2 separate regions of the Rattus norvegicus genome follow, and region 1 is linked to region 2. Evidence: chromatin contacts called from public Hi-C data. All regions are on one chromosome and are shown on one strand. The core of a region is the stretch at or near the end of the contact, and the rest is flanking DNA. Distances in the headings are between cores, read along the strand shown.

Region 1 (4,557 bases), core at 1,520-4,019, 800 kb after region 2:
AACACTTTCTGGTGTTTGGTCCGTAACATCCAACTACAAATTAAAAATAAATTACTATGTTGCAATTTACATTTAAAAACAAGTCCATGAATAAAAAGAAAGCGATTTTCATAAACAGGGACTTTCCCCCTTCTTTCGACATAGGATAAAATATTATCTTACAGGTGAGAGGCAAGGCAGAGGCAGAGGGGCAAGACAAAATGAGCAGGAAAGCGAGTCTCTGAACGCAAGAAACTTACGTGGTATCTGGAGTAAACTGTCCTTTTAATAAACCATGATTTTGCTGTCTGTACAAAATAGTTTACGGTTTTGCTTACTTAGATAAGGCAAAAATGGAGGAGGTTCTGCATTAATCTTTTAGAAAAATAGGTTTTCTTTTAATTGATGCTGGTGAGTTGAATTTCAGGAGAGATTCTGTTCGCTGGTGTGATGAATCTTCTCAAGTTTTAAATTTTGTAAGTTTTTAGTTTCGATTTTGCATTGCTGGGTTCTTTTACTGTTCCTGCTCTGGGGTTCCATTCCGTTTGGCTCTAAGGGTGCCGGGAATAGGGTCAGAATTTGCTACAGTCATAGACGAAAGCCCCCGACGTGCGGTACAGAGACTGGCTGGCAGGAAAAGCCATCTGACAGCTACTATTCCCATTCACCGGAGAGTTGTTTAAGCCGATCCGCTGAGACTCGAACATTTCCCGCACCGAGTGGAAGTTCTGCTGCTGGCCAGGATAGCCCGCGGCCGCAGCAGCCGCCGCTGCGCTCGCCAAGTGACCCAGGTCTCCACCTGCCTGGTTCAGGTACCACGAGGTGAGTCGGCCTTGGTGGGACGCAGGGTGGTGGCTGGTCTCCTGGCCGCCCCCGCCGTGACTCAGGGACGAAGAGCTGCTGCTGGTCGCTGGGGGCAGCGAGTAATCGGGCAGGGGGTCGTCCACCGCCGCGCTGCCCCCGCCTCCGGCCGGACCCTGCAAGTGGCCGCCACGCTCGCCCGCCGCGTACAGGCTCATGGCCTGCAGGTTGCAGTGGTAAGTGGCGGCGCCCCCCGTACCCGCTGCGCTGCTGCTGCCGCCACCTCCGCCGCCGCCGCCGCCGCCGCCGCCCGAGCTGCCCGCACTGGAGCTCTGGCTGCAGGGGGAGCTGTAGAGGGAGCTGTGGCCAGGCGAGTAGGCGCCCAGCGCCAGCGGGGGCGCGATGCCCGCGCGCGAGGACGCAGCGGCTGAGGCCAGGAGGCCGGAGCCGAGCTCCGCAGCCGAACCCTGCGGCGACCCCCGCAGCGACGTCATGATGTTGTCCACGCTGAAGCCCTGGCTGTGATGCGGCGGCGGCGCGGGCTGTGGCGGCGGCGCGGGTTCTGCAGCGTCCAGGCTGAGCGGCCGCGCCGAGGGCAGGCTGCCCGGGGGGCTGCTCCCGCTCGACAGGCTGCTGCTGCTGCTGTCGGGACTCTCGATTTTAGGCACTGTGGCCGCACTGCCGCTGCCTAGGGCGGCAGCCGGGGACAGGGGCTGGGGCGGCGAGGGACACGTACCGTTCTCCGTCTTGATGTCCTGGATGCGCACGGGTGGCTGCTGTGGCCCGGGAGCGGAGCCCTCGGCCTGTTCCGGGGGCGCGGGCGCGGGCTGGCGGCCGGCCTGCGGCGGCGGCGGTTCCTGGAGGTGCAGTCGGCCCTTCTCCTCCTTGTCCTTCACCGCGTCCTTCTTCTTGAAGCGCCGCCGCCGCCGCAGGAAGCTGCCGTTCTCGAACATGTTGTAGGAGTCCGGGTCCAGCGTCCAGTAGCTGCCCTTGCCTGGCTTCTTGTCGTCGCGGGGCACCTTGACGAAGCACTCATTAAGCGAGAGGTTGTGCCGTATGCTGTTCTGCCAGCCCTGCTTATTGTCCCGATAGAAGGGAAAGCGGTCCATGATGAACTGGTAGATGCCATTCAGGGTGATCTTCTTGTCCGGGGCATTCTGGATAGCCATGGTGATAAGAGCGATGTAGCTGTAGGGAGGCTTCACCATGTCCTTGGGCTGCGGCTGCGGCGTATAAGGCCCGTAGGCGCGCGCCATGCCGCCCGGGTACTGCTCGGCGTGAGCAGGGTGCGAGTACACGCTCATAGGGGCCGGCATGGCGGTGTAGCCGCCCCCGGCCGCCGCCGCGGCAGCGCGATAGTAGCTCTGCTCGCCGCCGAGGTAGGGCACCACTCCCAGGGAGTTGGGGCTGGACACCGAGTAGCGCGCCTGCATGGCCCCGGCTCGCCGCCGCCAGGCGCAGTCCGCCGCCCCCCACCCTCGCTCGGGCCGGGCCGCGCCGCACCGGCCCCCGAGTCCGAGTCCCGGCCGCGCCGAGCTGCTGCGGGCCCCGCCGCGCTGCGTCTGTCCGGGCCGCGGCCGCCTCCTTGCGCCCGGGGCTGCTCGGCCTCTCCCTGCGCTCGCCTGGCGCCTCGCTGCCCACTCAGTTCCCGCGCGGGCGGCGAGGGAGGGTCGCTGCAACCGGGAGAGGGCCGGACGAGGATTCCGCAAGCCGCCTCGGAGGAACGTTCAGAGCAACTTCCAGGCGCAGTCGGGGCAAAAAAAAAAAAAAAAAAAAAGACAAAAGTTCAAAAAAAATTAAAAAAATAAAAATAAGAAGGCGCCCTGCTCGCCACTGCCTGCGCCTTCCAGGAGACACTGCTCGGGGCTGCTAGCTAAGGCGGCCAAATAACCAGGGGCGGGGGCAGCGCGCCGGCCGCCTTCCCGGGCCCCCGCGTCACCTTTTCTCAGTCTCTTGCGCCGGCCGCTTAAGGAAGCATTGGGAAAACTTCTGAACTTTTGAGCATCCGTCACCCAGGCTAGGACTTTTTTACGCAGTTACATTTTTTTCCGGGCAGCGGAGCCCCGCCCCACTACGGAGGCGGCAGCCAATGGGAGGCGAGAGACGCCTGTGAATGAGCCAGCGGCCGAGCTCCGCCGGCCCGCTCCTGGCTGCTGGAGGACCGCGGGGCTGACCACACGCGCGCCGGCTGCCCGGGCCCGGCGCCCGCGCCCCTGCCCGCAGCCCGCGGTCGGTCCTACTACCGCACCCACCCACTCACTGCCAGACACTGCCCTTCACCCCCTGACGTTCTCGGGGACTGCAGACTTTCGGAGTCCTCACTGGCCCCAGGACCCTTCCTGCGTCCACAGTTCCCAGTCCTCCACGGAGCCCTCGAGTCTCTCTTCGCACAGGATCTGCCTCACTCCTTAGTCTATCTTGCTGTCTCCAGCGCCGGGATTTCTCCGGCCTTCCCAACCCTCCCCCTATCCCTTGGTCTCTCCTTTTCGTAACATCCCTCTCTCTGCTATCGCGGGTCACATTGACATCCCATCCACTCTTCACCCGCAGGTTCTCCAGTCCGACTTTAGGTTTCAGAGGCTCGGTCACAGCCGCGGGGGTTCCAGTGAGGAAGAAGATGGTATTTCGGTGCCTCGCCCCACTCCCTGCTAGCTGTAATCGGAGAGGATAGAAATTTCAGACTTTTTTTTTAAAAAAACTGATAGACTATGTAGGCCACATTGAGGAGCACGGAGTTCACGAGCGTTCCGTTCCAGGGCTTAAAGGAACTAGAGAGTTCGGGCTAAGACGATTCCAAAAGTTTCCTCAACAAACCACTCGTTGTCCCTTTGTCCTGACCAGCACATTTTGGCTCATAGGGCCAGTTAAGTTCAAAAGGGCTTGGTGACATTAGCAGTTGTGATGAAGAAGAGTCAGATAAATATGCCCAAGAGCTTAAGGCTTCCCCCAAGCCACTCTCCGCCTCTGCCCATCCTAGGGCAGCTGCCTCATAGAGTCTGAGTTGGAGGAAGTGTTCAGAATTGTACCTACAAGACAGCTCAAAGATTCTGATAGATAATCCCTGAATGATCCTTGAAATTCGTGATTAGACCTCAAGTCTGCAGCCTCTGGATGACTGGAACAGGATGGGTAGAGATGAGATGGGGGAAATGGAGGGTCTGAGAGGATAGGCCTCCCTCTGACTGCAAAACAACCCTGCATTTCAGCAACTGGTCCAGAAAAAATTCTGACAGAGTGGACACCAAGTCCTTTACTTGAAGATGGGTTTGAGAGCCTGTGAAAAAGTGTTTGTGACTTACTTTTCACCTTGGGTTCCTCAGATAATCTTTAAGGGTTCCTCTGGTAATCTTTAAGGCTAGGACTTGCTGGGAGTCCCTTTTAGTTTACCGACTTGAACCTTCCTTCCCTCACTAACACACACACACACACACACACACACACACACACACACACACACACAGCACCTTTCCCTTAGTAGATAAGGAGGACACTGATTTATGTAGTAGGCACAGATGTGTTGCTTAAACATACATACATACATACATACATACATACATACATACATGTAATTTCAAAATGGTCATTTATATTAAGGGAAGAGGAAACCCTATGTTTCTAGAATTCGGTGAACACACACATACTCAAAGGGAAGCCATTGCATCCTAGTCTAGCACAATTTGGGCTCACTTGATCTCCTGTTCCCAGATGTTTGCAGAACTAAGGCACTGTTGGTCTGGGAGAAGTAGGTTTGTCATCCGGAGAGTCCGAAGCTGATTC
Region 2 (4,955 bases), core at 236-2,735:
ATTTTTCGCATTTAAGGGAATATTCTGTATAACATGCAGGTTCTTCAGCCTAGCCCGCCCTACTGAACAGACTGCATGCATGTCACTGCTCAGTGCAGTGGCGGGAGCTCGCTCAGGCTTCGACCTTGAAAGTAAACATCAGACTTTTCATCTGAAGTCAGGAGACATCTCAGTTTGTATGGTTCACAGTCAGGGCTTGATTCTCAAACAGAAGCCTCCTTTCTTCTTCACGGATTCGGTTGCGACATAAGACTTTGTACTATGTCCAGTACTACCAAATCTGAGCCTGGTCCAAGGACCCCTACCAGATCTACCTGTGCCCAGAACCACAGCCCCCCACCCTACCCCAGGAGACAGGGTAGAGGAGGTCAACTCGAGGTCACCCCTTCTCATCACAGCAGAACATGTGCAGAAGCTATCTGATTGCACTGTTGGCTCCATTACGTTAACATGTGCACGTTCAGCCACACAGGTGAAACTGATTTATGCCAGGCTGCAGAGGCCAGGGGCTGCCCACCATGTGGGAAGACTAGGATTCTTCTCACTTGGAAATTGTGAGAAATTCAATTTGAATGTGCACCCTTTTCACCCCTGAGGCAAGCCTGAGGCCACCTGAATCAAAACCAGATGGCTTCTCAGGCCTAAAGATAACAAACAGCAGTTCATAGTCCTGTCGGCAGAGGACCACCGGAGCAAGGGCCGGCCAGACATGCAGCTGGCTGGCTTCTAGAACTCTGCCGCGATGCATATTAATGTTCAGCAGATCTGGAGTGGAGCCTCAGCCCTCCCACTACCCCCAGTGCCTAAGAACATCCCATCATTGTAAGCCAGTTACTTGAGACTGTTCAAGTGAAGCAGGAACCCCTGTGCGCAAAGCCTCACTTCCTTTGCCATCTGCCCCATGCAGGGGCCCGTTTAGTTTGGCAGAGCAAGCAGGTGCCCTCCCAGCTCTGAGATCTGAGCTCCATCAGTCAGGAGTCAGCGGTGACCCAAAGTCTTGGGTGGCCGCCTTCACACGCACACTTCCTGTCAGCTGATCCATCCGCCACCCACACACTGAATGTCTTGAGTTCAGAGATTCTTGAAGGAGGGGGCGGCCCACTTACAAACCTTGCCTGGAATTACCAGGGCAGCTAAAAAACAAGACTCGGCTTTTTCACAAACAAAAGAGGTGAGAATTTCAACACAGAGCCTGTGAAATTCGAGCTTCACGCTTTGAGCTGATTGCCGAAATGGGGCCTTATAAACAAAGGATCATAATGTCTACAAGTTTCACCCAAAATTGCATTTGGAGAGGGAAGAGGGAATTATATAGGATGTTTTCTCAGAAGCAGGGTTTATAGTGGGGACCCAAGCACATGGCCATCACCAAAATAGATGTTTCTTCCCCCACCAGCCGATCACTATATTTCTGTGTGTCACACTTGCGACCCAGGAGAGCCCTAAACAGCCCTGCAAGTCACCAACCCATCTCCACTGTGTAAAAACAAAGTCTAGTAAGCCCCAAGGAATGTGGAGGGCTTGGCTTCTTTATCTATTTGAAGTACAAGCCATCCATTTGGGTACTCAAGACATAAATCATACACAGATTACATCCCCTGAGGACTTGCAACTGTTTTTCTCATGTTGCCCAAGCTCTGACCTTGGTCTCAACATGAAAAGTAACCATGGAATTCCTGCTGACTCCAGGGCCAGTGGGTGTTGGGCTGCAGACCCGGTGCAGGCATAGGTGCCAACCCCTTGCAGCCAGAAAACAATGGCTAACCCGGGCACCTGAAATTTACTCCCCAAGAGAGGAAAACACAGGTTAGGGTGGGGCTTTGTTCTCTCTGTCTTTCCTAGGAGCAAGGTGGTGCAGCACATTGCTTACCTGATGTGCTGGAAGTGCATGCAGATGCTGTAGCCTCTGGAATGAGAAGGGAAAGCCTGCACTCAAATGGCCCCTCTGCAGACAAGGCTTCTGGAGGACTGCGCTTAATGTCAGATCTCACCAACAGTGAAACAGAAATAAACTAGACTTCTTCCTCAGCCCAGGAAAGAGAACTGCCACAATTGCCATTACATCCAAAGGACCACTGATAGGGATGGTAAGCTTGAGCAGAAGGCAAGGGGAGGCTCTGTGTTCTGGGAAACGGGAGATGTAGGTGCTCACTATGGAAGCTGGCACTTGTTTTAGCAAGTACTGTGTGCCCACTGCTGTCTTAGAGCTTCTTGTACCTTGTTTCCCTCTCCTGACAGCCTTATTACATGAACTCACATGAGAATAACAGACTTATAGAAAGTCCTTGGACTATAATGGGGAGCTCATCTAGTCCACCATGAGCTCACTCTTGCCCACAACTGTCCCTCAGGCATCATCATAGCAGACAGCTACCTGGTCGGCAGCTGTGTTTTCTGTCCTAGTTTTCTTTGGGATGCAGTGTGTGACTAAGTCACTGCCAGAATAACAGCAGTGTGTTAGGAAGTGGATACACATGCAGAGACACACGTGTGTACACACACTACACACACATGTATATACACATACATTTCAGGTGCTTATATATATGGATAAGTGGAAACTATCACTGTGCCAGCCTGAGGGGTCAGTAAGTAAGAAGAAACAATGGCTCTCCCAACTCATATTAGGTTTTGTTTGTTTCCACTGTGGCAAAACACCATGACCAAGAAAACTTACAAATGATTCACCTGGACATACAGTTCTTGACAGTTAGAGCCCATGATAGCTGAGCTGAGGCAGCAAGCACAGTGACTGGAACAGCAAACCGAGGGCCACATCACGAGCTGCAAGCAGAGAAGAGCAAACTGAGAATAGCAAGAGGCTTTTAAACCTCAAAGCCCATTTCCAGCGAAGGTGACCCTTCCACAAGGCCACACCACCTACACTGACCGAAATAACACCACCAACACAACCAAGTATCCAAACACCTGAGCCTATTACAGGAAGAACATTCTCATTCAGCTCTCCACCTTCCCACACACGTTTGTCTACGTCACACCCAGTACTTCAAGGTGATATCAGGGGAAAGTCACAGAGCGTTTGGATGGAATGCATGTTCTGAAATGTCACATTTTGGACAGTGGTGATCTGAAATCAGATGAGAGTGGGCAAGGTAGCTGTGCTAAAAGGAGGGGACAGGACTGGGTCCTGGCAAGGAGGGAATATCTGTGAACAAGGGCAGTAGGTAGCTCTTCCCAAGGCCCTCTGTGGGTTTGCTGGCAAGAACAGCTGAAGGGCAAACAGTGTTAGCAATGCCAGCCATCTAGGATGTACTCCAAGGACATCTACATCCTAGGCAAATTACAAAGGTGAGCATAGTGTATATTGAGTCCAAAGTCAGAGAGTTTCTAGTTCAGATGTTCTAAACCCACCATTGGAGTAGAATACATTTGGGTTCTTTCTCTAAAATCTCCCCGTGATGTGCACGTATGCCCTGATGTGCATGAAGAGTTAAAATGTGAAGTAGGGGGCAAATGGGAAACAAGAAAGAACCCACGATCATGTTGGTGATCATGGCTGTTCCAATACAACAGTAGAATAAAACCTTAGAATGGGGAATCCACTCAAATAATAAAATTAAAGCTCTTCTTAGGGTGTGAAGCCCTGAGTGAAGTCCCACTGCACCTGATCCCACTGTGCCACCTGTAAAGGCCTCATGCACATCCTGGGGTCCTGTGAATGCTACATCAGGTATGCAGATTGAACTCAGCCTTAGGATGGGGAGAAGACAATAAATCTCAGAATGATCTGGAAACCGTGATCCCAGTGAACAAAAGCCTGTTTGAGCATTTATGCATTGACGATATTTACTTGCTATGCCCCTCCTTCCCATGTCTGTTTTATTAGAGAAGACATTTAGTTGGCTATAATATTGTGGACTAATTAAAATGAGCTTCTGAGCAACTGAGTAAGACACGTAGGCAGTGTTGGTAACCACCCTACTCCAGCTGCAGAGGGCGCCAGTGATCCTGTGGCAAGCAGCAAAGCCAGCGATAGACAACTCCTGCAGCTTAGCTCTGTATCTTGAAAGAAACAGAGAAAGGAGGAGTGGGAAGGAGATTTCTTTAAAGAAACTTGGACCAAGATTTATATAGAAAGCTACAAACAATGGAAACATGAGTCCTAATGTTGATAGCTAGTGCCATGGGACTTCTGAAGTAGCCAGCTTTGGAAACCCCTGGAAACACTTAGAAAAGATTCTAGAGGCTCTTACCACACAAAGAGGACAATCAAAAGACAACGAACTATGAAAGATAACAAACACTTTTAATTGCATTCCTCCACCAATTATATCTATCTGTCTGTCTATCTATCTATCTATCTATCTATCATCTAATTATTTAAATCACAACGTATATGGTAACCCTACCCACAAACAATACAACGTATTAAAAAAATAACTCAAAGAGCAACTTCTGTCCCAGCCTTCAATGGGCTTTGTGTGGACTTCAGGGGATTAGGGAGAGCTGTGCTTCAGGGTGGACACTAAATAGCCAATCTGTCTTCAAGTTGTTTGAAACTTTTATGTCAGTCTTTGTTTGGAGAGATGATATCTGTCAGTCAGAAATAATTTTGTTTGTATTTCCTTTGTGTGTGATGTGTGTGCAAGGCTGAATGGTCCAGCTCACTCCGTAGAAGCTGGGTCTGAGGTAGGGCCAGCAGCCAGGAGGCACAGCGCAAGAAGCCTTTACACTGCCCTCCACAGCTGAGCGTAGTTCACACTGCATGGTTTTGCTCCCAAACTGTTTTAAAGATTTTGGTGGGTGAAAGTTCAGTAGCAATTTAGCAAAATATCTCATATGAGCTGTCTCTATACGAAATATGTTTGCCTTTTTGATATATATATATATATATATGCTAGAAGGAGGGGACAGGACTGGGTCCTGGCAAGGAGGGAATATCTGTGAACAAGGGCAGTAGGTAGCTCTTCCCAAGGCCCTCTGTGGGTTTGCTG

What was found. Hi-C and Micro-C count contacts between places; a contact is called where the count stands out from the background.
Region 1: a contact with region 2 is called in a Hi-C map of the A7r5 cell line, with 4 times the contacts expected there. The contact joins the promoter of Foxc1 here to the enhancer-like site in region 2. A contact is called at or near these places in 4 of 12 Hi-C or Micro-C datasets (the A7r5 cell line, Schwann cells, mammary epithelial cells and 1 more).

The regions. Positions count from the first base shown.
Region 1 is chr17:32,841,331-32,845,887 of GRCr8, forward strand. Foxc1 (forkhead box C1) reads right to left here and starts at 2,770. Exons shown (of 1, transcript NM_134338.2): 1 at 1-2,770. The coding sequence starts at 2,213. The coding sequence ends at 552.
Region 2 is chr17:32,046,901-32,051,855 of GRCr8, forward strand. No RefSeq gene overlaps it. Among named protein-coding and RNA genes, the nearest start is that of Mylk4, 170 kb to the left of the region's middle. Within about 2 kb of position 1,486, at least 8 of the 93 cell types and tissues checked have an H3K27ac peak or open chromatin away from gene starts, as enhancers often do. A contact at or near this core is called in the A7r5 cell line, where this site is marked.